2 separate regions of the Mus musculus genome follow, and region 2 is linked to region 1. Evidence: chromatin contacts called from public Hi-C data. All regions are on one chromosome and are shown on one strand. Each heading gives the region's core, a stretch centred on a gene start, on an enhancer-like site or on the middle of the called end of the contact. The rest is flanking DNA. Distances are from core to core; before and after follow the strand shown. Region 1 overlaps Ncam2 (neural cell adhesion molecule 2). Region 2 overlaps Ncam2 (neural cell adhesion molecule 2).

Region 1 (6,181 bases), core at 297-2,796:
AACCTTGTGTAAATATATATGTTAGTATATTGATATATGAAATATATGAAATATATCAATATACTATATGCATGTTAATGGCTTAAGCTGTGCCTGAAAGCAGTCTTGGCAATGATTGGAATTTATGAAAATACGAAGGTCTGCAAAGAATAGGAAAACCAAAAACAAAGAAACAAACAAAAAAGCCCTGTGAGAATACCCCTAAACCCTAGGTAGCAAGTATCCATCATTTCTAAATATTGTTAACATCAACACCAACCAGAAATATATCCTTATCTGTTGAAAGAACTGACTTGAGGTTTAATATGCCAAAATGTATCATGAAGAGTGGTTCAAGTTGAAAGGAATTTGGCAGTTCTTATGGGGAGATTAAAATGCATTCATCAATAGATACGAGAGAGAAGTTCCAATGCTTACTCAGTCCTTGTGCTTAAAATAATAAAGATTCCAATTAGCATGTTCTTTCATCCACTTGCCTGCATAGCAATTCTGTAGCAAGAGGAGATGCCCACATAGTCACTCATCCCTGTCCTTGATGTATGACATTGAATTAATGATGTCAGAGATACAGACTAAGACAGAAACTCATCAATTCCCCTGAAGAAGCTTACACTCCACTTAGAATAAAGATAAATGCATTGCTTTTGGTCGTGACAGCCAAAATAGAGGTCAGTGATTACCTGTAGGAGAGGGCATGATTGAAGTACTTCAAAGGCAGTTTGCTAAAGAGGAAGAGACACCAGAGGGACACAGGAAGGGAGAAAGGAGATTAAATGCTCTGTTACTGTCAAGAGTGAAGCCAGTCTCCGTGCCCCTTCTACACTGCTTTCCCTGTTTCTGATTAATCAGCACTGTTCCTTCTTGAAGACAATTTTGTTTTGAAATGTGGTATTTTAAATAGTTGATTCCTTTCAAAAACACAAACACAATTCTTAAAATAAGAACTGTAGGTAGAAAGAATAAAGTATTCATTCCACCAATCTAACACCATTATACATCGTCAACTCATTTGTTTTTTGGATAAGTGAGTATATTTTGCATTGCTACATTGAAACCATCTAGCAGGTGTGCTCTGTTTTCCATTTTCTATGCATTGCTGGGTGTATCAGATATGTTTTAAACTGCCAGTGCATCTTAACTTTAGGCATAGTTAGCAACATAACATAAGACTGACTGCCCCCTCACTTTGCTTTTTTGTTTGTTTGCTGGATTATTTTAGTCACTACAAAACTACAAAAAAAATCATTGTACTTATTACTATCTTGCAATTAAAATATGTTGACACAAGAGAAATTTAGCTAAACATTAAGACTTCACTTCTACTAAGAGGTAGATGGGTAATAGAGACCCAATAGTTTGTTTCCAGACTATTCTTTCAGCAGATACTTATTGTGATGGGACCAGTTTAAGGTTGGAAGGCCACAGCGCTCCCCAGAAACTCTCCCCCAGGATTGCTCCAATCCAACAAATGGAAACTCATAGTGAGTCCTGGGTTCACAGGTGGTAAGATAGCATCAGCCCACATAAATCTATAATTTACACAGCTAATTCTGAGTTGCCGGCTGCCACCAGGTGGCACCAAATACAATTTAGAAATGAATGGCTTCAGTGGGTGTCCCTGTTGGTGTTAAACTGGGCACTCTCAACTTTAGTAGTTTTGCAACTTTGCAGCTTACAGTACTCAACATTCTAAGATTATGTTTATCTTGTTACAGAGGAGTTTGCTCTTTAGTGTTTGAAATTGGAATGAAAGAAATATCCCACCACAATAGAATATTGAGATTCTGTACTTGATTATACTTTCAGTGTGTAAATTTCAGGGAAGCTGAAACGTCACACATTATATATCCACTGAATTCTTTTAACATCCCCATTGCAAAGGCATTAAGGTATGGGCAGAATATCTTCCTGAGTAGTGCATTGGTGTGGTCCCTTTTCTTCTGGTTTTGACAGATAATACCAAGGATGGTATATTGACCACAGTTTTTATTAGATGCAATGTTTAAAAAGACAACCTTAGGCCTTTGATGTAGATGTGCTCACCGACTATTTTCTAAATTAGATAATTCTAAATCATCTGCTTATTTATCACATCACTATTTATTGATTGATTTCCTAGTCAGATATTGATTGATTCCACGATGCCTGGCTCTTAGATATGGAGTAGTGAATCAAATAAAGTCTAGTGTGGCGGAAAAAAAATTCACAACTAAATTGCCTCTGTGATGCTGAACTGGGAAGGTTGCCTCACACTTAGCGTTTCCAGGAGGTTATACACACTCACCGTACTAAGGCCAAGGTTACCCAAAGCCACATATTAATGCCCCGTGTCATATTTACCTATTTTATTCTAACAGTTGTCTAAACGCAGTAGATAAGAACTAAGGGTTAATAACGACTGCTTAATCTATGCTACTATCAGACGTCCTTACATTCTCTTCAGATAGCCTTCCCTTTCTGTTCTTGCCTATCACAGACTCTTTAGCTTGAAAATTCTGGATCAGGAATGGCAATGAAACAGCTCAGCAGGTAGAGGTACTTGCTGCCAGGATGATTAGCTGGATCTCATCTCTGGGCCAGAAGAAAGTCTCTTTCATAGTGAAAAGATTGCTAAATTCTGGAGATAGTTCTCTGACCTTGACATGTGCACATAAGGCACAAGCATGCCTATGTTATATATATATAACATATCAAGAAACCACATCCAATTTCAGTTTTGATAATTTCCTAGAGAGATACAAAACATGGAACAGCTGCCCCCATTCTTAGGTTCCCATTTTATATATATTAGAGGACAGCCGTGCTAGGTTCCTATTTGCTACCATAAGATGACATCAGTAATAGTGTCAGGGTTTTTGGTGCCTGTGCATGGGATGGATCCCAAGTTGGGCTGGTCACTGGATGGCCTTTTTTTTTTTCAGTTTCTCCTCCATTTTTTTTTCTTGAATTTCCTTTAGACAGGAACAATTCTGGGTGAGATATTTTGAAGATGGTTGGTGGCTCCATCTCTCCACTGGGGTCCCTGTCTATCTACTGGAGGTGGTCTCTTCAGGTTCCATCTACTTCAACTAAAGTCCTCGGTTTAATAGCTGAATAGTATTCCATTGTGTAAATGAACCACATTTTCTTCATCCATTCTTTGGTTGAGAGACATCTGGGTTCTTTCCAGCTTCTGGCTATTATAAATAAGGCTGCTATGAACATAGTGGAGCATGTGTCTTTATTGTATAGTAGAGCAATTTTGGGTATGTACCTATGAGCGGTATAGCTAATTCTATCCCATAAATATTTTATCTTTTAAAAATTTGATAACTTTTAACTCCAATTTCTTTTTTTTCACATTCTTCTGGATATGGAGCAAAACACTTGCAAGTGTTCCATCCACCATAAGCCATACCCTTAAAGGAAACCACTCTCCATCCCCAAGATACCATCAATTGTCCATACCATGTCAGCCAGTAGGATTCATAAGCCCTTCCCTGCTCCATGCAAGAACTGACTAGCTTGGTCTTCTCTAGGATTTTGCAGGCAACCACACTTTTAAGTTCGTTAGTGCAGAGGTCTATCATCTCTAGAACACCATGTTTGCTCCAACTTTTTGCATCTCCTGGCCTTTATAGTCTTTCTGCTCCATCTTTCTCAATGATCTGTGAAGCTTGGGGAAGAGCATAACATACATTTCTCATTTTTAGTTTTGAACCCACATATTCCCTTTATTTCTGCACTTTGACCAGTTGTAAGTTTCTGGTAAACACATCCACTGAACACGGATCTGTCTTTGATGAGCTCTGAGGGTTGAACTGATCTTACACTTTGACCCAGAGAGTTCTAATACCTGTGGTCCTTCTGAAGGAACCTGAACCATCCTTAAGAGCATGACAAGCAGGGAAGAAGGCATTGCTACCATGCCCCACATTGAGAGACATCCTTGATGCTTCATGAGGCCATGTACGATTGAGCATGTTTTAAACAGGGAGATACTTTACAATGCAATCAACATTTCTGCAAACTTAAAACACTCCAAATTTTATTTAACACTATTTATTCATTGACTTTTTTATTATTAAATCTGAGTTTAGTGTAATGCATACATGTGGAGGCAGAAAGTTGTCATTGAGTGTTTTTATCCTGTGTTTATCTCCATAGCACTGGCTCGGAACACATCAAGCTTTTTCTGTGGATGCTGGATCTAGCTCAGGTCCCAGCGCTTGTGGAGCAAGTTCTGTTTCTGCATAGCTATTACCCCATCACTTCAAAACTAAATTCACTGAAAAATATTGAGAAATGAAGTTCAGAATCTAGGTTTTCATTATGAGGATATTTGGGAGCACATTTCAGCTTTAAATTTCGACATTGCAATAGATTACATGGTCAATTACACAGGGGTGTGGTAATACATTTATAATGTGACACTTGGAGCCATTGGCATGATTAATTACCATGCATTAAACATTGGCTGAGGAACCACACTTCAAAATGATTATGGGATTATTACTATTTAAACATGTGCTAAACTGGGACGTGCCAAAGACTAGCAGCATATTTCCTTCAGAAAATGTTTCAAATTGCAAAGAGCTACACACATCCATAGCCAAAGATATGGGTAATAGAATTTAAAAGGAAGTTTTCATAACACGTATGTAGATTGCATTAGATCTGGATATTTTAATCTATAATATGTCTTGGTTTTGTGGCATTGGAAAATCATGAGTATAAGCACCTAAGGCAATGTTTTATTTTTAAGCAATACTTTATTATGTAGATTGCAATACAAGTCCCAGATACAGAATGGAATAAGACTACATCCCTAATCTTGCCAAAGAAATGTAAACATTCTACTCTGTTGTGTATTATTTTCTGTCTTTTGACTACTTTTGGCTTAATATTACTGGAAAAACAACAGTATTGATTGTTGAAGAAAATTTTGCTATTCATGTTTTCCAGACCTTTAGCCATGTAAGAAGATTGATGAAAAGGTATCAATACAATAATTATTAGATATGTACACATACATAGAATAGACTATTATCATTTAAATTTAAAATGCTGCATAAGTTATTTTTCAAGTATGAAAACATTAGTGTATATTTCAAACTCAAAGACTTCTGTTTTAGATTTGAACAAGATTATTTTAAGAAAATAAATCAATTTATGAGGTTTAATGTAAAATAACATTAATAAATCGTCATAGTATACACCCTAGTTGGGTTTTCTGCATTGTGAATTTATTTTCAGCCTTAGCACGGATAGATCATTTTTTTCCAGTGCACTGCCCTATTTAAACTTTTCTTTTTTAGCAAGCTTGCATGTGTTTCCAATAGTTTTCTGACAGTGTAGTGACAGAGTCATCAGTTTGGTAAATCAAGAGGAAAGAATAACAGATTTCCCCATGTAGGAGCCTCAAGTCACATTTAGAATAACACTGCTATAAATAATATCATAGCATAGTATGGGGTGACACCTTTGAACTAAACTGTAATGATACAATATTCTTGATGCATAAATTTAATTTTGAACGAACACAATTTTCATTTTTAGTGGATAAAAATGTTTGGTTTTTGCATTCTACTTTCAGTATATCTTTCAGCATAAAGATTACTTTAAAACAGTTATTTAAGGTAGTTCCTCATTAGTTTGTGCATGAATTTACATATTTATTCAGCATAGTTTCACATAAATATAAATATTTTAGCATTTAATTGCTATTTATAAGCACTGGATAATAACATAGTACATATAAGTGCATTGTCTTCAACCTATGGCAAATTTCAATTGACAGAGTGCCTCCTGCAACTTTCTCATTGACACCAAGAAATAATGTGCCATTTATTTATATTTTAGAGGAGAACTTAGAACATTTTGGCTAACTAGTACTCAAAATGGTAATTTTTTAAATTTGGTTTAATAGCATACGGAATATTTAATAACAAATTTGAAAAGCTAACTAAAACTTAAATTATGGTTTTAAAATGAAAAGTTAAAATTAAAATGAAATATATTATTTATGTGCATAAAGAATTCTGCTGTCTGTTTGTCTTCAAATGCAACTTTTTAAAACATTTTGACAGAAGACATTTTGCAGGAGTTTGTATTTCTATCCAAAAATAAAAATTTAAAAAAATATATGGGAAAACTAAAGATAAAAGCTAAGTATTTAATCACTTCTATTTCATTATTTTAA
Region 2 (6,735 bases), core at 1,510-4,009, 110 kb after region 1:
GTCAAGCGACAGATGCCAAAGGACAGACACAAGAAGCTACAGTAGTTTTGGAAATTTACCGTAAGTTGTGCATTTCTGTTTTAGGTCATTGACACAGCAGTTTCATCAGGAAGGACTCAAACACATTAACATATATTTAATAAAAACTGTCACTGTGTAATAAACTTGAGGGACTTGAAGCCCATACGTTTAAATCAGAATTGTCTCACTCTCTATAATTTTGATTTTATTACTATGAAAATAAGATATATTAAAACTAAAATAAACTTTCCCTATGGAAGGTCTTCATCTTTGGCTACCTCTACCATGTCACGTTAAAATTTTCAGCAAAAGATATTTCCTTTCCTATGGTAGTTGGTCTGATTTTTTTTTTTTCAAAAAAGGAAAATTAGTTGATAATTTATAGCCTAATTTTTTAAAAGAGTTTTCATTACTTTTAAAATGACACATAAAATCCTTTGTGATTTATTTACTGAACTAAATTTGAATTAATTTTGCTGCCAAAACATTTCATAGTTTTGTGAAAAAAAAAAAAAAAAACTTTGTTGTGTCCACTTCAGGATCCATATTCCCCACTGCTAGGAGTCTCAGCTAGAGTTGCCCCCATAAACACCCTAGAGCCTCTATTTATCCCTCTTAAATGTCCTAGAGATTGGCCTTTCAACGAGTTCTGTTCTCTCTCCCTAGATCTCCCTACACTTGATCTTCCCCCCGCCCCGCCCTGCCCACACAACCCTGCTCCCCTCCTAGTCCTCTCTGAAATCCTGTTCCTTCATCCATCCACCTCCTATATCTATTTTATTTTCCCCTCCTCCTCTGCTCTGATAAGCAGGAATCTCTCTCTGAGTATCACTACTCTCCTTGTCCCTGCACCATACCCCCCCCAACACACGCACACACATTGCATATCAAGTCACTGTAAGACTAATTGCATCCTCTCTCCCTGAGGCCAGATAAGGCTGCTGAGTTAGGGAGACCAGATCCACAAGTGGGGAACAGATTCAGGGACAGCCCTTACTTCAGTTGTTTTGAGACCAGCACAAAGATCAAGCTCTTCATCTGGTACATATGTGTGGTACATCTGGTACATATGTGTGGGGCACATAGGTCCAGCCCTCTTTGGCTAATGGTTCATTCTCTGGAAGCCCCCAAGGGTCCAAGTTAGTTGACTCTGTTGGTCTTCCTGTGGATTCTTTGTCCCCTTTGGGTTCTCAATCCACCCCCAACACTTACATAGGACTTTCAGCTCCATCTAATGTTTGGCTGTGGGTTTCTGCATCTCTGCTTTGGCTGTTCAGTGGAGCCTTTCAGAAGACAGTTGTGCTAGGCTCCTGTCTGCAAGCATAAAGAAGTATCATTAGTAGTGTCAGGGATTGGTGCTTGCCCATGGGATGGGTCTTAATTTGGGCCAGCCATTGGTTGGCTATTCCCTCAGTCTCTGCTCTATCTTTGTACCTGCACGTGTTGTGGGCAAGATACATTTTGAGTCAAAGGTTTTGTGGGTGAGTTGAATGGGGGAGATCTGCATGAGGGGGTACTGGAAGGACTATGGACAGTGATTACAGGACGAAAGTGAACATAAATATATATGTATATATATTAATTAAAATATTTTAAAATTTTTGAATCTGTACTAATTCATTAAGCCAAGACACTTGTTGATATGTGAACCATATTGTTCTAAGTCTTATACTATGAACAATATTAATTTATACTTGTTATATATACATGTAATATAAATTCATGGAAAATAAATAGAGGAGTCAGTTTAAAGAATTCAGAGTTGAAGTGGGAAGTTGAATTACAGGACAACAAATATCACAATCAAGAATGTCTTAATTTCCGTCATATGTGCTTATTGTGCATGGCACTGTTATACAAAGACCCTTGGACACAAGTACACAATTAGACCAGACACATCTCCACCATACTCATAACCCTTGAATCATTCAGTTTCCACCCACTCACCCAGTAGCCCCTCTGCTCTGCTTTGTGATTTCTCTTCAATAATATCACATTACATACATGATTTGATTTGTGGCAAAATACTGTAAGCCATGATGTAAAAGCAAAGAAAATCTTGGGATCCACTTTTTTTTTTTGTTTCCAGCTACCATCTGTGCTAAAAGTAAAATATTTGTCACCCAATGCTCTGGCTATGTTTCAGATACCAGCTGTTCCCCGAGTATTGATGATGAAAAGCTTAGTCCTCAGTTTGAAGTGTATAATGGGGTTGAAGGTTTAAAGACTGAGGACTCTGTTGTCAGACAGAATTGTGGAATTTCTAGACTCCTGTCTTCCTGTTTTGATGCTCAGCCTTGAACTCTTCTCTGTACTTGGGCTGCATTGAAAAGAATGGGTGCTCCAAAACAAACTGTTGGGACAGCTCAGTGTTGAGCTTTGAGCTTTGAGCTTTGCGCTTCTAAGACAGTATATTAAATAAATGTATTTACTTGTTTTTTTTTATTTTTATTTTTTAAAGAATGCTTAAGAGAGAATAGGCAAAACTGTGTTCTTGGTGTCCACTGGCAATGTGTTAAGAACCCAGAGATCACTCTTAACAAAGTTCTTAATTGTCTAGATCCTCACTACACTAGTAGTCATAGATGACAGTGTGTCGAGTTAAGTAAGTGATGAATCTTTTACCAGTGGTTTTATTTTCCTCACAGAAAAACTCACCTTCAGAGAAGTGGTGTCCCCTCAAGAGTTCAAGCAAGGGGAGGATGCAGAAGTGGTTTGCAGAGTGAGCAGTTCCCCAGCCCCTGCGGTCAGCTGGTTGTACCACAATGAGGAAGTCACCACCATCCCCGACAGTTAGTATTTTGGTAACTCTCTAAGTTATATGTTCTAAAACTACTTCTAGTTTTACAGCTATTGTAGGTTCTATATTGTAGTAAAAGAAATAAACCTTCCTACAGGCCAGTGTTCCTAGTGCTCAGAAAGATGATCCAGGAAGGTTTTGATTTTTTAAGACAATCTGGGCACAAATATGCAATCAACAACACAAGATGATACAAATTTCACTTCAAGATTTAAACAATCAAAAGCCTAAAACTTGGGTGCAGCTTGGCTGAACTCTAGTTTTTGGGTCAAATCCTGTTCTGTTGTTGGTTTTAGTAAGACAGCAAGTGAAAGTCAGCAGGCTTGCCGTGAGGTCATGCGCCTGTAATGTCAACACCTGGAGGAAAGATGCAGAATAATCAAGACTTGATTGTCACCAGAGTGTCCTAATACTTCCAAGCAAACCTGGAAAACATGGCTACATCTAAACAAGCAAAACCACAACAAAATGAAATTCAAAACAAACAAACAAAAAAGACACAACAAAAAGAATTGCCATAACAAACAAGCAAGCAAAAACAGTCATTTTCTAAAGCTAAGTGTTGTGAGTGGTCAACTTGGCCGCAAAGTTTATAAGTGATCTAGTACAGAAAGACAAAAGAACATAGTGTAAGTCCTACCACAGGGAAATGTGTACTTGACTTCAGTTTCCATCAGAAATTATGACAGTGCTAAACCATACAAAGCAAGTGCAATAGGGGACATTGGAACATACAGATTCTACTGGTTAAAATTCCAATACCATGCCATGAGAACATTATATACAAGTAGACTAAAACAGCAGTATGAAATCAGCCTTATATTCTATGGATGTTCTCTCAAAGATAGCAGTTCTAAATATTATGGAAAGATGAGTATGGATAATAGACAAGAGAATGTATTTGTTTAAGATGTCATCATGATTTTGATTCAGACTGATGTATAAAGTTCAGAATATGGCGTTTGAAGCTGAAAGCATAATTTGCTTACATTACGCAGCTCTACCATTGTGCATAGGGACATTTTCAATTTGGTATATTTTCAATGTGTCTGCCTTACATACAGGTACAAAATTATTGAATCTTTTAAAGTGGTTTCCATGTTCTATGATTCTACTACGTGTTATGAAGAGATGGAGTTTCCACAACACAAAGGATAAAAAGTAGAATGTATATTTTTTAAGTATATAGGGAGAATGATTCATAATTATGTTTCATAGTCATTTTTTATTTTAGGATAATTTTCCAAGCATAATACTAAGTATTTGTCAGATAATGATAAGCCCTCATTTCAGTATTCTAATTCCATAAAATATAGGATTTAATCACATGTGCATTAGTGTAGAAAATCCTTCAAGCTTTACACAGATTATCTGAGGAGTTAACGAGAAGTGTTTCCAGCATTGCTTCTCTCGGTCTGAAAGGACCAGAAGTCTCTTTAAAAAATTATTGACATTGTGTGCACACATTCATATTATCCACATTGGAGTACACATACACACACATAGTTTTTATCTGAATCACAAGTACGATTAAAAGGGGTAATGCTTTTAATATGTGACTTCAGATGAAGCCTTGGAACCCAGGCTGTGAGAAGTGCAGTGGTGAAAAGTTGACATCGCTGTGGTGTGGCTGGTCTTGTTTCCCAGAATCCCACTCTGCAATATGCAAATCTGGAAGTCCCTTTCGGTTCAATTTCAAATGCTCAAGTGCTTTTCCAGCTCCTGTACTCTTCAGTGAGATAGTCTGTCAATAGACAATGGATCGATGCACACATTTCAAGCAGTCTCCATAGCTTATGAATAACACACCAGGCATATGTAAATGGTGGATACATAAATGCATGAAGTTTGTTGCTAGATGCGTGGTAACTATTCGTCTTATGTATCTTATTAATGTTATACACTTTATTATACTTTTAAGATGCGAACAAGTTTAACCAAAATTATATGTTCTCAACATATGTCTATAAAAAAATTTTAAAAAGATATAGCTAGAGCTGAAATTGAAACATAACACTGAGTTGTATACAACGCAATGAGAATAACTAATTAATGAAGTTGTACAGCTCAAACTTTTCTAACTTAGGAACATTAGAAGCAGATTCTAAATATTTACTATTTTAAAAATTGCATATTTAATAGTTTTAAAAGTAGATTTTTTTATACTGCAGCTAGTATGTTCTCGTAGTTTAACAAAATTGAATACACAACTGAAAAACTGTGTACATATATAAAATTATGTAGATGATCTGGGAGTTTTGTTTACTAATGTGCCACGGGTTATTGCATGGACAATCAATTTCAGATAAGGAAAGCCATAGTGTGTGTCTCACTGGCTTCTGATGGGAGCTGTGAGTCAGATATTCACCGTAACATTACAAGAGAGTAATTTAAGTAGGCCTTTCTCTTGTTGTCTAAAGGGGACCCATCTGTGAAAGTGAGTAGGATGGGGAGCAGAGTGGGGGGAGGGTATAAGGGGGTTTGGGGATAGCATCTGAAATGTAAATGAAGAAAATATCTAATAAAAATGATATTTTAGACTTTTTTTTACAGTCATAGTTACCTGTGACTTCTTAAATACCATTTTTAAGGGTATTTGTGTCAGGGGTGTGCTTTATTTTGTAGTTTGCCAAGAACTACAAGCTTTGGAATTTTACTTGTCAATTTTCCAGGGAATGTTTCTAAACTGGATAGTAGTGGACATAAATATATAAAAAAACATGCATTGATGAAAGTATGAAATAATGTGAATGTAATTCAAGGATTGGTGTTTAAGGGATGCTACATGGTTTCTGGAGTTGGAAATCACAACAAAATCAACACGGTGTTCTCGGGAACAACCTCTCCTTGAATGTTCTTAAACATAATTTTTTTTCAAAACTTATTTGATTAAAATATTGTATCATTTTCCTTCCTCTCCCCTTCCTCTAAACGTTTATACTCCCCCTTCAAGTTACTTACAAATTCATGGTCTCTTTTGAATTATTACCAGTATATTTTGTATAAATATTTATAAATAAATATTCAACTGCAGCCTACTAAGTCTGCTCAGAGTTGCTTGTATGAATATGTTTTCAGGATTAACTTCTTAGTGGGTAAATAGATGATTCATTTCAGGGGGAAACTAATTACTCTTTTAGTGGTAGCTTTTAATCTAGGAATGGGGCCCTGTGAGATTTCCAGAATCCATGATCTCACATTGACTAGCTTTACCACTGATCACGCTTTAAACGTAACTATATCTTGCTCTATTGTCCAACAAAAAATTATATAGAATATTTAAATTGACGTGGGATCCTCATTGCTTTTTATAGAACCCAAGACTACCAGCCCAGAGATGGTTCCACCCACAAGGGGTCTTTCCCCCTTGATCACTAATTGAGAAAATGCCTTGTAGTTGGATCTCATGGAGGCATTTCCTCAACTGAATCTCCTTTCTCTGTGATAGCTCCAGAAGTTCTGAGTCATCCAGGAAGTGTAGTTACTTAAATGTATATATTCTACAGATCCTTCATCTTGCAGTCTAGGTTCTCCGATGGTAAAGAGAATTCATCTTTCTTTTTTGACTTACCTGGGGAAGCTCCTGTATGAATGTTTTGGCACTTAGGCTACAACAAAAGAAGAAATAAGCACAATGGAAAATTTTATATGTTGCAGGATGAAAGTAATGGTTTTGTATTCATAATTTGTGTTCTTTTTTATGAAGCAACCTCTTAATTTATTCATCTCCATTTCAAACAAATAGCTTGTCTTATTAGATTTCTGCTCAAAGATTAGTATTTCTGCTATTGTAATACTGTAAATATCTTTCTATCTCATTTTTAAAACGTTATAGCAAACTAAAACATGCATTTGAATATGTGTGGATAATTAGTTTTCTTTTCGTTTTGTAATATAGCACCATCTAGTTTTTA

The links. A called contact is a pair of places that touch in the nucleus more often than the background predicts.
Region 2: a Hi-C map of the Ba/F3 cell line shows a contact between it and region 1, with 2.8 times the contacts expected there. The contact joins two enhancer-like sites. A contact is called at or near these places in 1 of 15 datasets of contacts at CTCF or cohesin (pro-B cells), 9 of 484 Hi-C or Micro-C datasets (the Ba/F3 cell line, ECoMG-derived neutrophils, cortical glia and 4 more) and 1 of 115 datasets of contacts at active chromatin or transcription factors (pro-B cells).

Annotation. Positions count from the first base shown.
Region 1 is chr16:81,329,160-81,335,340 of GRCm38.p6, forward strand. The region is part of intron 1 of Ncam2 (neural cell adhesion molecule 2); the gene reads left to right. Among named protein-coding and RNA genes, the nearest start is that of Ncam2, 130 kb to the left of the region's middle. Within about 2 kb of position 1,547, at least 5 of the 459 cell types and tissues checked have an H3K27ac peak or open chromatin away from gene starts, as enhancers often do. A contact at or near this core is called in the Ba/F3 cell line and pro-B cells, where this site is marked.
Region 2 is chr16:81,434,927-81,441,661 of GRCm38.p6, forward strand. It overlaps Ncam2 (neural cell adhesion molecule 2), which reads left to right. Exons shown (of 18, transcript NM_001113208.1): 3 at 1-60; 4 at 2,670-2,813. Among named protein-coding and RNA genes, the nearest start is that of Ncam2, 240 kb to the left of the region's middle. Within about 2 kb of position 2,760, at least 57 of the 459 cell types and tissues checked have an H3K27ac peak or open chromatin away from gene starts, as enhancers often do. A contact at or near this core is called in the Ba/F3 cell line and pro-B cells, where this site is marked.